3 separate regions of the Mus musculus genome follow, and all the other regions are linked to region 2. A link is a contact called in public HiCAR-type and Micro-C data. All regions are on one chromosome and are shown on one strand. Each heading gives the region's core, a stretch centred on a gene start, on an enhancer-like site or on the middle of the called end of the contact. The rest is flanking DNA. Distances are from core to core; before and after follow the strand shown. Region 1 holds the start of Dcbld1 (discoidin, CUB and LCCL domain containing 1). Region 2 holds the start of Slc35f1 (solute carrier family 35, member F1). Region 3 overlaps Slc35f1 (solute carrier family 35, member F1).

Evidence for each region. A called contact is a pair of places that touch in the nucleus more often than the background predicts. HiCAR-type assays count read pairs that join an accessible place to other places.
Region 1: a Micro-C map of embryonic stem cells shows a contact between it and region 2, with 3 times the contacts expected there. The contact joins the promoter of Dcbld1 here to the promoter of Slc35f1 in region 2. A contact is called at or near these places in 1 of 39 promoter capture datasets (cranial neural crest), 3 of 484 Hi-C or Micro-C datasets (embryonic stem cells and gonadal supporting cells) and 1 of 115 datasets of contacts at active chromatin or transcription factors (astrocytes).
Region 3: a contact with region 2 is called in a HiCAR-type map of astrocytes, with 2.1 times the contacts expected there. The contact joins the enhancer-like site here to the promoter of Slc35f1 in region 2. A contact is called at or near these places in 3 of 39 promoter capture datasets (the 3T3-L1 cell line, hippocampal neurons and liver), 2 of 484 Hi-C or Micro-C datasets (both in cortical neurons) and 1 of 115 datasets of contacts at active chromatin or transcription factors (astrocytes).

What each region holds. Positions count from the first base shown.
Region 1 is chr10:52,232,256-52,235,210 of GRCm38.p6, reverse strand. Dcbld1 (discoidin, CUB and LCCL domain containing 1) reads right to left here and starts at 1,592. Exons shown (of 11, transcript NM_025705.4): 1 at 1,376-1,592. The coding sequence starts at 1,460.
Region 2 is chr10:52,689,155-52,692,050 of GRCm38.p6, reverse strand. Slc35f1 (solute carrier family 35, member F1) reads right to left here and starts at 1,550. Exons shown (of 8, transcript NM_178675.4): 1 at 882-1,550. The coding sequence starts at 1,054.
Region 3 is chr10:52,981,649-52,984,652 of GRCm38.p6, reverse strand. The region is part of intron 2 of Slc35f1 (solute carrier family 35, member F1); the gene reads right to left. Among named protein-coding and RNA genes, the nearest start is that of Gm40647, 180 kb to the right of the region's middle. Within about 2 kb of position 1,427, at least 15 of the 459 cell types and tissues checked have an H3K27ac peak or open chromatin away from gene starts, as enhancers often do. A contact at or near this core is called in astrocytes and cortical neurons, where this site is marked.

The DNA of each region.
Region 1 (2,955 bases), core at 343-2,842, 460 kb after region 2:
AGAGGTTTGCTATGAATTCAAGAGTGGTGTCTCAAACCGCAAATATTAATAATAACAAGAAATTCAATAAAAATATGTAAAATGGGGTTGCAAGGATGTCTCAGAGGTTAAAAGCACATACTGTTCTTTCAGGCTCACTTCTGCCTGTAGCTGCAGGTCCAAGAGACTAGTTGCTTATGGTCTCGGTGGGTATCTGCACTCAACGTGTACATCTCAACCCACACACAAATACACATCACTAAAACTAAATTTTCTTTAAAACCCACACCAAATAAATGTAGAATGTTACAGTTTCAAATATCGACTTGAGAAAGTGTCTTCAGTTATTAAGACATCCAATGACTGGAATATAGTTTGGTTGTTGAAAGGCTTGCCTTGCACAAGTTCCCGAGCGCCGCCAAAACTCAAACAAAACAGCATGTTTATAAAGCATTCATAAAACCTTACACAGTGCAATTCTAACACACGTTAGACTGTGTTACCGTAACTCTAAACAAAATAACTTCACTTTTTTTTAATGCTATCAACTTGCTGAATGTTTGGGTGAACGAATACATTGTTCAATGAAAAAAAAAAAATCCAGCGATGAGTTTAGCTTCGATTTCTGTTCCCCCAGAAAGCATAGCGGGGGCGGGGGCGGTATTCAAGTATTCTGCATAAACTCACTGCCATTAATTAACCCCAGTTACAGAGGAGCAAAGGCAGGAGGAGAGGAACAAAACCCGAAAAGGGTGGGGGGTGGGGGGGAGAACCCACAGAAAGGTGGCTCGTCCTATCCAAGGAGAACTAATTAAAGCAGATTAATGGAGTAGGGCCATGTAGGGCTGGGAAACCAGTTTCCTGCCTTAATCTGGTGGTCTGAGAGAAAATTCGGTGGCGCTGGAAGCCAAAGATCAGCTACCGAGGAAAAGCAGCCTGGGCCGCAGTCGACTCGCTCAAATACCCTTGAGGGACCAGAGTCGCAAGGTTCCAACTCCGATCACCACCGGACACGCGTGAGGCAACGGGGGCCCTGTTTGCAGTCGGCTCCGGGGCAGCCTCGCAGAAGAACCCCCTCTTGCAGGCAGAGACTAGGAGCTGGCGGGGCAACGCCGGGCGAGCACCCGGGGCCAGGCCACTCGCACCCGCCGGGAAGGGTCGGGAAATCTGGGAACTAAGTGGCCGGCCGGGCGGGGACACCGCGAAGGCAGCCGGGGAACAGGCGCCAAGCTGCCGGGCTCGTTTATGGGGGGGAAGGAAAGAGTATCGGGGCGCGATCCGAAATGCACCCTCTGACTTCAATCCATCCCCCGCCTGGCGGAGACCGCCCGCCTCTCGCCAGGCTCCCCCGAGGCCCACAACACAGCCCTCCCGGAGCCCCGAGTCCCCCACTCACCCAGCTCCTCCGCCTGCAACCGGAGCGGAGCACACACGGCGAACAGCAGCGCCAGGACACTCGGCCCACCAGCCCCGGTCCCCATGGTCCCGCCGGACTCCAGACCCGCAGGATCGGCCTCCCGGCCCGGCTCTACACTGCCGCTGCCCGCCTAGGGCAGCCTCCTTCGCGGCCCGGCCCGGCGCGGCGCGGGCACACGGCACAGATCCCTCTGGGCGGCCCGCGCCCGCGAGAGGGCGTGTCCTCCCCGCCCTGCCCCGCCCCGCCCCGCCCCCTCCCCGGGGTGATCAGCCGCACCACCGGTCTCCCAAGGGGGGCGCCCAGTTTCCCCCTCACCCCACCCCGCCCCCGCGCCACCTGCCCGGATTCACTAGAAAATGAAAATCAAAAATTCACCTGGCACGCAGGCTCGCCAGAGCCCGGGGGTTCACCGAGACTCCGCCCCTCTGGCAGTTTGTCAGCTCTACCCTAGAGCTGGTCTGCCAAGGCTATGCAAGGCATCTGAAATCTGATGGGATGATGGCAGTTCAAGTCCATTCATTCATTCATTCATTCATTCTCTCTCTCTCTCCATCTCTCTCTCTCTCTCTCTTCATTCATTCCGTTGTTTAACTCAACTTTCTACGCGGCTGGGTGCTTAAATTCACTCGGCATTTGCAGAGCTTAGAAATAATCGCTCACTACAAACTGCAGTCTGTAACATGGACAGTATATTTGGAGCACATTTGGAGAGATCTAATTGGATGGTGAAAAGGCAGCTGGGAGCAAAGCGAGAGTAAAAGACAGAGAGCTGAGTTCGTGCCCAGGTTGTTCAGAGGATTAAAGGGCGGGAAGGGGCCAGTTGGAGCTGAAGCTCAGTAGACAGGTGGGTGCCTGGCCAGATGTGGGAAAAGACGTGCAGAGTAGGACCAGTAAGAGATATGTAAACTGCAGAGTCCCCAGAGCAGTCTGGAAAACTTCAGACTGAGCAATGTTTGAGGCGCTCTCTGAGGTGGTGGGAAAGTCTTGAGATTAGGTTCGATGGACCGCGGAGGAGTTTAGAGCCCATTACTGGGTCGTTCAATTGGAGTCCTGGTCGTCAAATTGAACAGAGAAACGGTTAATACTCGTTTTAAGGACTGTCACCTTTAGGTCCCCCCCGTGACTTTCCTCTGCGTGGCCACAACCTTAGCTCTAACTCACACACCACCTCGTGGCCTCTGGGAATTATTACATCTAGAGTGCGTCGGGGTGGGGTGGTCTCGGCAGCTGAGGAAGATCAGACCCTCCAAGGCCAAGTGACCTTTGGAATTTTCTCCAACTCCAAGCCTAAGCTGACAGGTAGGATAACTTTTTGCCTTAAAAATGTTTTGTTGTTTTGAGATTGAGGTTTATCGTCTGTGTTCTGAGGGCTTCTCTTGTCTTCCTGGCTGGTATTGAGTAGTTTGCTAAGTAGCCGGAGGCTGACCTTGGAACTCCTGAACCTTCTTCCCCCACCTCTGAGATAGGGGAATACAGGCAGGCCTTCATATCCTGCCTGGTTTACACTTTAACTTTTGAGATTCCAAGTGTGATTTGGCAGTGGACTTTGCACCTTCCTT
Region 2 (2,896 bases), core at 301-2,800:
CTCACAACTGGCTGTGTGGATTTTGTCTATCAGCTCGTCAATCATTTAAGTTAGTTAAGTAGCAAAACTCCCTTTCACATCAGAGCTGAATGAGGGTACTACAGGAAATTCTACTTTCTTGTCAATAGTACCCTCGTCCTAAAACATGTCTGTCCTTAATAACCCACTACGTAGATTCCAGCAGAGAGACCAGGGCAGTGTGAAGCAGAGTAACTAGGCACCTGATTCTCACACACCCTTCTAGCAAGATCTTGCACTTTGTTCAGGTCTGGCCCAGGCCTCTAGCCTCTTTTTCTTACTCCAAAAGCCATCAAGAGTCTGCACAGCGAGTGAAATGTCAGGCAGAAGTGTTTCCCCTTCTGTCTGGGGTTGGGGGTGGGGGTATCCTCACCTTATGCCCCTGGGGAGGGGAATCAGTGCCACCAGGGCGGAGCGAAAGACAGCGTGAGGTTGGCGACTTCCACGCCATCACCGCAGCCCGGGGCCTTCCCGCCTCCGCCCGGGCCATGTTGGGGTGGGGTGGGGGTGTCCCCAAAGCGCAAAGCTGGGATAAGAGTGCAAAGGGGAAGTGATACAACGTGAGGATGCGAGGCGTGAGCATGGACACACACAGGGCATCTGCAGGTAGAACAACCCCGCCTTTCTCCAACTCGCTCTCCGGACCTGCCTGCAGCCCGACCACTGGGGGATCCCAGCGTCAGGACAAAGCTGTCGCGGCCTCTCTGAGAGCGCAGGGAAAGAGAGCGAGCCCTGGCTCTCTCCCCTGGCTAGGACCCAGTGCCAAAGGACCTCGGGGACACGTCGGATGGGGAGAAAGGGGTCCGCGGGCTAGGCGCCTGCAGTGCCTGTCCCTGGTGTCCCCACTGGGAGCCTGTGCTCACCTGTTCAGCACTTTGCGGATCCTCTGGCGCATGCTAGCCCGGGAGGAGGCGGACAGGCTCACGCCGCCGCTGCCCTCAGCTGGCAGGTTCTCGATGGTGGTCACCACATGGTTCGGCGGGGCCGGTGGAGGTGGTGGCTGCAGTTGGGGCTGCGGAGGCTCGGGGGGAATCATCGCGGCGGAGGCGGAGGTGGATGGCTATCAGAACGCTGCCCCGCACATAGTGCGCGGGCTCCGGGCCCGGGAACAAGCAGAGGACCCGGCCAAGCGGCCCCGGCCCGGGGAGGCGGTGCCGCTTGCGAAGCGACGAAGCGGGAGACACCGGCGGGCTCCGGCCGCCTCCTCCCAGCCCAGTGCTCTCGGGTTGCTACCCAGTCCTGGCTGCACACCCTCTCTCCGGGCCGCTGCCACCTCCCGCCGGAGCTGCAACCAAGTCCTGGCACACCCCGCCAAGTGGCTGCAAAGGGGGTCGGCGGGGACCCGGAGCTGCCGGGTCCACTGCAAGGACCGTGCAGAGAGAGGAACGGGGCTGCCGGGTTTCGTCTTCTCTCCCAGTGCCTAGGGCTTGTCCTGGCTGTGGCAGTTGTGGTGGCGCCGCTTCAGCTGGCGCCGGGTTCGCTTAGAAAGCTGCCGTCTGTGTCTCACGGAGTGAGAAACCAAGAGTGAACCTGGAGCGCCGGGCGGGGGCGCCGCGCCGGCAGAGGGGGGTGGGGGTGGGATGAACGCTCTGCTCCCCGCCAGAGGGCGCTCCGGAGGTGCCTTGGTGTCCCCAACCCTCCTCCTGGCATCCAAAGAGGCCCCTGGTCTAGGATGCTGTGATTGGTGGTGGGTACTTTTGTCTTTTAAGTGCAGTAGTGGATACATCCTCCCTGTGAAATTGGGGAGGATTCCTCTTGCTTCTGCGGAGGCTCTGCAGAATCCAGCACCATGGGCCCGGGACAGAGGCACAACCCAGAGACAGTTTGTTGGTCCAGGCTACAAATTAAGCACCCTAAATATCACAACTATGCTCATCTAGAATGGACCTGGAGGAAAAAGGAAGTAAAACAGTTTCTCACTAAAAATGCATGCTGGGAATTGGGAAAAGCAAACTAAGTCATCCCAAAACAACTCCATTTAGGCAACAGAGCACTGTGGAAGGAAAGTGAAAATAACAGAGATCCTAGAAAGTTTTTTTTTTTTAAATTCTAGGACAAGGCTACTCCTGAGTTGCCCATGGCATTGTAAGAGTTAAATGAAGTAAATTACCCATCAAGAGGGCCTGATGGCTCCCTCAAGGTCCTCCAGCTGTCAAACAAATAACTTTGTTAGCTCCTGAAATCATAGCCCACTTTCTGCCCAATGGACCTTATCCCAGACATTCCTTATACCTATTGATCTGCATTTCAAATAGTTATTGACTCTGGAAATTTTTTCAGATGCCTCTTAATCTAGATTGCCTGGGCAAGGATCTTGCCACAAGAATGATATGCATTTAAGTTTTGCCCACTTCACTGCAGAATAGGGAATTGATCCTATTGAGTAAGTTTAACAGGTATATTTGTTCACACGAAAGCACATTGATACTGCCACTAAATCCAAATGCTCTAAAGACTAGCAAATGAAAACATCTGTTTAGGATGTTCAGAGAAAAATAACATTCAAAAGTAGACGATGTATTCTCAAAACAGGGAAAAGAGGGACAAAAGAGCAGTGGGTGGGACAAAAAGAAGCCAGTCCTTTGTATCATAATAGGGGTTCTTGTCATTAAAAAAATTGGATAGACAGAAATGTACAAAACTTCTCCTGTCTATATTTAAGTATCTGTCAAACCCAGTTTCTACCTGAACTGTCCCCAGGGCCCCTTTCTACAAAATTCTACCCAGCTTGGAACACTTTCCATTTTATAATTAGAACATCACCCCATGCCTTCTTTAGTGACTTTTCATTCTAGAATATTCACCCCAGATTTTCAGGACAGGTGAAAGAATTACTACAAACAAGAACAAGGCTTGTAACCTTGGGAATATTAAAATT
Region 3 (3,004 bases), core at 178-2,677, 290 kb before region 2:
ATCAAATAAGGCAGTTTGAACAAGTATGGACCATCTCTTCATCAAAAATCAATACGGGGGAGGGGCTTTGTTTTAAAAAGCCACACCCAAAAAAGGCTCCTCTCTTTTCCAGTCCCTCCAAACTCTCAGAACTCACTAGGAGCCAAACCAGGTTCTGCCCCCTCCCCTGTCCCGGGCTTTGCCTTCCACTTCTTAGCTGGTAAATGGGTGCCCTGAGGGGAAGCTCAGACCAGGGACCTCATTCCCACCTCCCATTGTTTTGCCAGTGGTGCCTGGGTACATGGGAGACTGAGAACCACAGCAACTGTCCCAGACTCTGCTGTTTCTAACTCCAGAAAAAATGTGAACTGAGGACCCCTGTTACAGACTATGTTCTTCCTCCCCTAAGCAGTGTGCTGGCGGGGCTCAGAACACCCCAGTGGCAAGGCAGACGCTTAGCCTGGCAATTGTACTTATACATATTTACTCCTCAATAGCTATATGACACACATACACACACACACACACACACACACACACACACACACACACACACACATGCATGAGAGTGTGCTTGCATGTGTATGTGTGTGTATGTGCATATATATATATGTATGAGACAAACAGCAGCAACAGAAAATAAATGCTGACAAAGGTGAGGAACAATATGCACTGTTGAAAAAAATGTTAATTGGTAACACTGGTAGGGCATTCCCTCAAAAAGTGAAGAAGAAAAAACCTAGCATATCACCCACTGCAGTACCAATCAACAAGGGAGCAAAATGATCACTTCATACATGTGTGTTTGCACCCTGCTCAGTATCAAATCAGTCATAACACTCAAGGTCTAGAATTAACCCAAGTGTCCAGTACTAAATGAATGGATAAATACCAGAGAGAAGGAGGCAGGGGGGAAGAGGGGAGGAGAGGGAAGGAGGGAGGGGTGTTTATAGATATGTTGTTTATCTTTTTAAAAGACTTTTTCCTAGTCCATTGAGTTACTAATGTTTCCATAGCTTCAAGAACTTCAAAGAGAAGTGTAGTTTTTTTTTTTTTTTATACTGTCTTTTTCTTTGGGTAGACTTTAGCAAATGAACAGTTTGAAAGAGAGCAGAGATGTGGTACTATAAAAGGCATTTTGGGGGGCTTGGTAAATGTCAACCGGAGAATAGAGCTGAACATTTTGTAGGGAGTCTGTGAGTTGGGGAGTCCTCGTTAGACTTGAGTCCTTAGGAGAGCAGCACAATGAAGCAATCAGACTAAGAAGTGAAGTCTTCGGGGAGAACTGACTGACTATTCAATGGCTTGACCCAAAGTGAATTAAACACACTGTGCAGCGTTTACAGAGGAACCAGCCAATAGGAGTTCAAGCTGTTATTCTTGAAACTACTGTGGGTGGCAACGTCCAGGGACAGTGAGTGACCTAAGTCAGCATCTTTTCATGTGAGGATCTGGCAAATGATTCATATACAAGGAGTGAGAGGAGAGCTCCCCTCTGCCTGTAACAAGGACTATTTCTAACTCCCACTTGAGAAAATTCTGCTTTCTGGCTCATGCACCTTTTAGATTAATGTGCTTCCTAAAATTGAAATGACTCATTAAAATCTGTACTTTGAGGGAGCTGGTGGCTTGGTTCACACATTTCTAAGAGAGGTGCTTCATCTGGAAGCTTCTGGAAAATTCTTTTTAACCACCCACACCCTGGATACCTAGAGGAAACATGACTTCTGAGCTGTCAAGGAAAAAACCCAAACAGAGCCAAATGGAAGTGTTGTTATCATCAGAGAAAGCCTGTCGTGACCAGAGAGTGAGCAGTAGTAAAAAAGGCAAGAAAAATCCAACTTCTGTTTGTAATTTCTTTTCCACTTACATGGCAGAAAACTGCTCTCATGACTTGGACACAATTTCAAGTCCTACTTATTTTGGCATATATTTGGAGGAGAGGGCTGGATTAATAGAACACTTGTTGGTCTCTGTGAAAATGATGACAGGGAAAGGACTAGAAATAAAACCATGCTCTCAACACTGAGGGCTCCATTTGACAGGAAAGCAAGCCCAGTTTCTGAGTTTCTGTGGAGGGGAAGGCCAGAGAGTGGACATGGTCGCAGGTCACGTGCTTGCCTTGCACAGGGTGCTGCTACGTGAATTATCTCATTTTACAGTTTGACTCAGACAGGAAGCAAGAGTAGTGAGCAATCCCAGCTGCATACTCCTGAAGAAAATGTGTTAGGTCCAGAAGGTAGAGATGGGATGATATAGAATGAGACCTGAACAGGAATGGACAGGGATTGATAATAGAACGGTGCAGTCTTTGAGGGAATGAATGACTAATTATAGAAATTGCTGCCCGTTCTGGCTTTAGAATACATAGTCCAGACCCCAGGAAGCTAATTTTGGTTTAAGCTAGCTAGACAGGAAGAATTGGCCCTTGGGTAATGCAGACAAGTCTCTGAGTTTATCACCCATCCTGGAATGTATTGCATGTCACCTCATTTAGATAGGCACAAATTGCTGGTCTTAATGTTGCGTTTGTTTGTTTGTTTGTTTGTTTGTTTGTTTGTTTTGGAGTATGTGTGTGTGTGTGTTTCCCCCTGAGAAAAAGACTCACTGTGTACTACAGGCTGGTCTTGAATTCAGTCATCCTATTTCCACCACCCTGATCACAGAAAGATGCCCATGTCCATATTAACACCCGCTTGCTCACTTTTAAATTTCTAGAAACTAGCTTGGTAGCTAACATACCAAAGCAACCAAATAAACAAATCCTTCTGAATTAATGTCAGGAGCAGCGAAGCAACACATATTTATTATTTGAAACGTGGGCAGACTCGTTCCCAATAAATTTGGTCAAAATTAAAAACTTATTTTTACCTTCGACATGTTTATTTTGTTAATGTGGAGATTAGGAAAGGAGTAGGGACGACAGTGATTTACATGGCCCAGAGGAATAAGTGAATTTAATTTTTAAAAAATGCAGATATGATACCATGAAAAATAAAGGAAGCCGAATGAAAATCCACTGTGG